2 separate regions of the Gossypium hirsutum genome follow, and region 1 is linked to region 2. Evidence: chromatin contacts called from public Hi-C data. All regions are on one chromosome and are shown on one strand. The core of a region is the stretch at or near the end of the contact, and the rest is flanking DNA. Distances in the headings are between cores, read along the strand shown.

The links. Hi-C and Micro-C count contacts between places; a contact is called where the count stands out from the background.
Region 1: a contact with region 2 is called in a Hi-C map of leaf, with 3 times the contacts expected there. The contact joins the promoter of LOC107950900 here to the promoter of LOC107902292 in region 2. A contact is called at or near these places in 6 of 34 Hi-C or Micro-C datasets (anther, callus, hypocotyl and 1 more).

What each region holds. Positions count from the first base shown.
Region 1 is chrA08:11,282,889-11,285,653 of Gossypium_hirsutum_v2.1, reverse strand. It overlaps LOC107950900, which reads right to left and starts at 1,268. Exons shown (of 16, transcript XR_001698261.2): 1 at 1,080-1,268; 2 at 845-922; 3 at 392-475; 4 at 111-284.
Region 2 is chrA08:11,126,547-11,129,533 of Gossypium_hirsutum_v2.1, reverse strand. LOC107902292 (calmodulin) reads right to left here and starts at 1,487. Exons shown (of 4, transcript XM_041075847.1): 1 at 1,072-1,487; 2 at 783-958; 3 at 631-708; 4 at 272-542. The coding sequence starts at 947. The coding sequence ends at 405. It overlaps LOC107902204 (2-methyl-6-phytyl-1,4-hydroquinone methyltransferase, chloroplastic), which reads right to left. Exons shown (of 3, transcript XM_016828445.2): 3 at 1,751-2,188. The coding sequence ends at 2,033.

The DNA.
Region 1 (2,765 bases), core at 19-2,518, 160 kb before region 2:
CACACAGGAAAAGTGAAATCCATCTGGTCTCAACATATTAAATAAACAAAGCAAAAGCAGAAAAAAATGTTAACAGAGACGTCAGTGATCACAGAACTTTGAGTAGCGACCTGTGCTAGGTAGATTTGTTTTGGAGCAGCATCTACAAATGGTGAACAGCCTTGCTCTGTGTCAGATTCTTCAAGTTGATGCCCTTGTGAATTAGAATTAATACTGCAAGAATTACCGACATTTTGCCTATGCCATTTACAAAAGGCAATAAAAGTGGAAAATGGTAATGGAACCTGTAAACAAATGCAAAACCAAATTGATCACAATTCTCGCATCCACCCAAGAGAGAAAATGTATCACAAGCCTCAGTGTATGAAGAACATGAGAATTAGTGAATTACCCTCTCATGGCTTCTAAGATCACCGTAAAACACCGGTGCAGTTTGAGATAACATAGCCTCCACCATGAATGATCCTACCCGTTCCTAAAGTTATACTCAAACAAGAAAAATACTAAAATAAATACTTTAATTGAATATATAAAATGCACAATTCCACTAAAAAAATGTAACTCTAGAAACCATATCCAACATGTATAACGCACTAATTCAAGCTCTTGCCTATTAATTAACTTATTGAATAGACTATCACAGATGTAAATAAAACAAATGTAAAACTAGTGCTACTTTTCTAGATTTGAAACTCAATGCATAATTATGTCTTTCAACATTATATACAAAAATATTATTTACTTCCAAAACGTTATCCATTTTACTAAAAATCCAGCAACTTAAAATATTTTGACTCGAAAAGCGAGCATAAAAATTGTAGTAATTATAAAAGGATAAGCAAACCTCCAGATAACCGAGGCCTCCATTAGAAGGATTCCACTTGGAAACGGCTTTCCAGTCCTTAACGCATCCAACGAACACCTTTCAAAACGAAATAAAAATCAATGAACTAAGATTGAAGCAACTACCGCTTATATAAATTAGCAAAAGGAAAAAAAAAGTTCGGACCAATTTTTCTCGAAAAACGAACAGAGAAAGGGAAAAAAGAAACAAAAAGTTGAGAAAACAGAAAAATTACGGCGGGAACATTTCGAGATTCAATCTGAGAGGCGAACTGTGCAGCTGATGGGAGTTGATCGAAGCTCTGGAGTCGTACAGAGTCTTCCATTTATTTTTTCACTAATTTGTAACAAGCTTTTCACGTTAAAAAAAAAAAAAGCTTTTCAGCCTGAAGAATTTCGTAGTTCGGCCTTTGGATTTTATTTGAGTGAGAAGTGAACCATTGGAGCGTTGAGGCCTGAGAGAGTCCCAACAAGGCTTTCTTAAGTTTCATTTGATTGTAAAAAGCAGGTCTAGGTCTATCATAGACTTTCGATGGCCCTTTCTTTCCAAAGAATACACATCAATGGGCCGAATCATGACTTCTGATTAAATTACTAAAAAAATGCTGATTTTTTTTAAAATTACTAGAATAAGCTGATTTTTGAAATATTTATGGGTATAGACCGATTTAGGACTGAAAGTATTTTTAGGTGAAATCTAGAAAAACGATTTCAGCCGGAAGTACTTTTTGTGTGTCACTAGTAAAACGCTTCCAAACACTTCTAGTTGGAAGCGTTTTCCCCTCAATGGATACTTTTCCAACGACTATTTTGGAAGTGTTTTCCCCTCAATGGATACTTTTCCAACGACTATTTTAAATAGCTGTTGTCCCCTCTCCAATGGTAAAAAAAAAACTATAAAACCCCCACCCTTACTCATTTCTCATAAAATTCTCTCAATTTCTCAAACCACTCTCAAAATTCTTTCAAATTTTCAATTTTTTTTCAAAAATCTAAATTATATTTTCTATTAGATTTTTTATTAATATTTTCTGAAAATATATTTTTTAAATTAATTCGTGTTCTATATAATTAGCAATGGTCGATTCTCTAATCAATCATGATGACAAGTACATTTTCGTCATTCAATTGCAAATGGTAAGAATAAATTTTAATAAATTTCAATTTTTGTTTAATTTTTTATTTCATTGTTATATATTAACTTAATATTTTGATTTTTTACGTAAATAGGCGAAATATCGAATTTTTCAATGCTATATCCGTAATCCACTCAGTCTTCCATCATCGTCGATTGAACATATTTAAGGGAAACCAGTGTTTTGGCACATGGCCCTTGTAGGCCGGGGATGTAAGTTGGACTCAAAACTCGTAGGCGCATTGGTGGAGAGGTGGAGACCCGAGATGCACACATTTCATCTTCCATATGGTGAGTGTACTATCACTCTAGAGGACGTGCATTTACAGTTGGGTTTGACCATAGATGGGTCAGTAGTCACCAGGTCTGTTTAGTCTGGTGAGTGACAAGGCATATGTGGTGAACTTTTGGGTTCAGTTTCGGAAACAATTTACGGAGGTCGGATCAAAATAGCTTGGATAAGAACAACTTTCGCCGCGCTGGATGAGGATTCGACTGAAGTCAAAAGAGAATGACACACTTGGACGTACATCCTTCAGATCATCAAGGGTATCCTAATGCCGGACAAGTCATGAACACTCGTCCATCTAAGATGGTTGTTGAAACTTCAGTTGGAGGTTTGTCGTGTTGGTAACATTGTACCGAGAGATATGTCGAGCGACACAACTAGGAAAAATCAAAATTGGTAGTTGGATTTTACTATTGCAATCATGGATGCGGTACTAATTTTCATTTTTATGTTCTCGAGCAAACTACTTGTATACATTCCCACTCGTAACAAGATAAA
Region 2 (2,987 bases), core at 238-2,737:
TTTTATGGTACTTTTACCTAGATAATTTGTACATACAACCATGTTATATAATTATTTATAGATTTGTGTGGATAGTGTATAGGTAGGTGTCATGTGAGGTTTGAGTTTCTGTAACTTGACGCAAAAGATATTTAGCGGAAGGTATGAACAAGAAAATGATACTACTCGCGCGATGAGCCGCAGTTTTATTTTTATTTTCTTTTTTTGTAAACGAAGTATATATAACATATTTTTATTATATAATATCAGACAAATAAATGATGGAGAATGGTTAGGCTCGAAGTATAGATGTTATTTATTAAATGTATCACCATCTATCTAAGGGTTACAGTTATTTGCAATCTGACAATAGGTGGCTATGAAGGGGACATATCCGACAAAGAAAGCAAATCCATGAAAGAGTTTCATAGGGTCACCATCATCATCCTTCCAAACTCATCAAAGCTCACAACTCCATCACCATCTAAGTCGGCTTCTCTGATCATCTGTTCTGCTTCTTCCATTGTCAGTCTTTCTCCCATGTTCATCATTACTTGTCTTAACTGCATTTCAAACATGGGTTTTTGGTCAACTCCATGTACCAATGATTCAATGTTGCAAAGAAAGATATGTTACAGTGTGTGTTTAAACCTCATTTGCTGATATAAATCCATCTTGATCCCGGTCGAATACTTTGAAAGCTTCTTTTAGCTCATCCACCTCATTTTCCTACAAGTTCAATTCATTATTTGCCTCATCAAACAAAACAAAACATGAGCATTATTGGTTTTATTTTTATTTACCTGCATTTTTCTAGCCATAATATTCACGAAATCTACAGAGTCAATCTTCCCTTTTCTTTCAATATCATCAGCCTCGTTAATCACCATCATCATCATCATGTTTTGATCTTCTTTTATAGGGTTTGCATCATCTAATGTCTGGATCACTGATGCCAGCTCTTCCATGGTAATGAAACCTGCAATAATTTTACATCAATGTAAACATGTGTTTCAAAGAATGGAAAAGTATGCCCAACATCAGTCGACCTAGTTCGACTGCAACGTGACTAGATATCGAAGGGTCTCATACCCAAAAAAGGAATGATGGCATACCATCTGAATCTTTATCGATCAAGCAAAACACTTCCCGAAACTCGGCAACTTGATCATCTGCCATGCTGAACTAATGAAAACTCTATGCTTGTGTCGAAGAATGAAGAAATGGGAATGTGATACTGGCCTTCTATGTAAGATTATATATAAAAAGGGAGTGGGTAAGAAAAAAAATGAGACAAAAACTTTTTGGATTAGTCTAAGTTGTATTCAAAGAAAGAATTTTCTAGAAAATTAGTGCAACCTATTGAATAAAGATACAGGATCACCCTTTTTTTTTCTTTCTTTCTTTAGTTTAGTTTAGTTAGCATAGCTATTTAATTGATCGACATCACAATCGTGCGAACAAAAAGATTGTAAAGGTGGGAATTCGATTATAGAAAAGGTTATTCAACACAGTGGTCAAAAGTATTGTAGTAGAATTTGTTTTTCTAGGCATCACATGATAGAGATAGATGCAAATTCGATTGCTTAAAATAATCATGATTACAAATGATGATTTAAATACTGGCTAATTGGAAAAGAAAAATGAAAAAGTGGCAGTCAATGTTGAACAAACATATCCATTTCAGATCAATTGAGTATTTCAGATGGTTTTGGCAGATAAAATATCCAAGAAATAAAGTTTTCGGAAAGAAATTAAGTGACACACAAACTCAAATATAAAACATCTCATATTATTATTCATTTATAGATGCAGCTTTAAAGTATATCCAAAACTTAGGAGGGACGACTGGTTTTGATGAACCATAAAACGGACATTGACGAAAATATATCCAAAGCTAAAGAAAAAAGAAGAGGTTGAATTTACTTGAAAGGTTAGGTTTTATTTCAGAAATGCAAAACACCCTTCATGGTCTAGCATAGGATATATATATATATACTAAAGAGATGTATGCAACTTGGAAGGGCAGAACAGCAGAAGTTCATTTCTTTCTTTAGATTGGTTGACCCTCTGGTACAATTTGATCTTTGAGCCACATGTAGATAGGAACCAGTACATAATATGCTGCTGCAGTGGCACCCAACATGAAGCGTAAGAGAAATACAAACGGATTTACCGGCTTTGATACATCCTCTGCCTTAGGTCCAAGCTGCATAAGATAAAGAATGATAAAATCAAAAATTAAATGATGATTGCTTTCACTTCAGTTCCATGAATTCATGTTCACCGGTGAGTGCCAGATGCAGAAAGTATATTATATCCCATGAGCTCAATGTTAACAGTATAATAAAAATATAGCCCAGGTTATATTAACAGCACAGTAAGAATGGATTGGGGCTTAGGGTTGAATGAATCAAGATAGTTATCTACAATCCAATGTCCATGATGCTGAACCAAGTAAAGAGTTTAATACAGTAAACACAAATCGGTAGAGCTGTACCAAATACATCAGTTCCATACATCTTATAGCTCTTCTTTCAGTTCCAGTAATCAAGCATCATCTGAAAATGTATGCACCTAAAAGACTAGAAGAGATCTAGATAATCTCATAGACCAAAGAAATCAATTCCATCTTCATATCACGAAAGACCGAGGTGGGAGATGAATGAGAGATGATTACAAGGGGCTATTAGAAAACACTTATCAATTATGTGCCAAAGTAAACTTATTTATTGATTGTTGACTGAGAGCTTCTTTGACTGAACAACAAAGGCAGAACCAGAATTTGAACAATTCAGGATAAAAAGAACCGAGGCTATTCTGAGGATTAGTTGCGGCTTATGATTATGGCTCCTTAAACAGAAGGTAAAATAGTTGTATATTTGTAACAATGTACAGAACCTTTCACCACATTTTGAATCCTTGGCTCATAATACAGAGTGTATGACATAAATACATGCAGACATCACTAGACAACTCACTAGTCAAATAGGGTAAAGATTTATTTA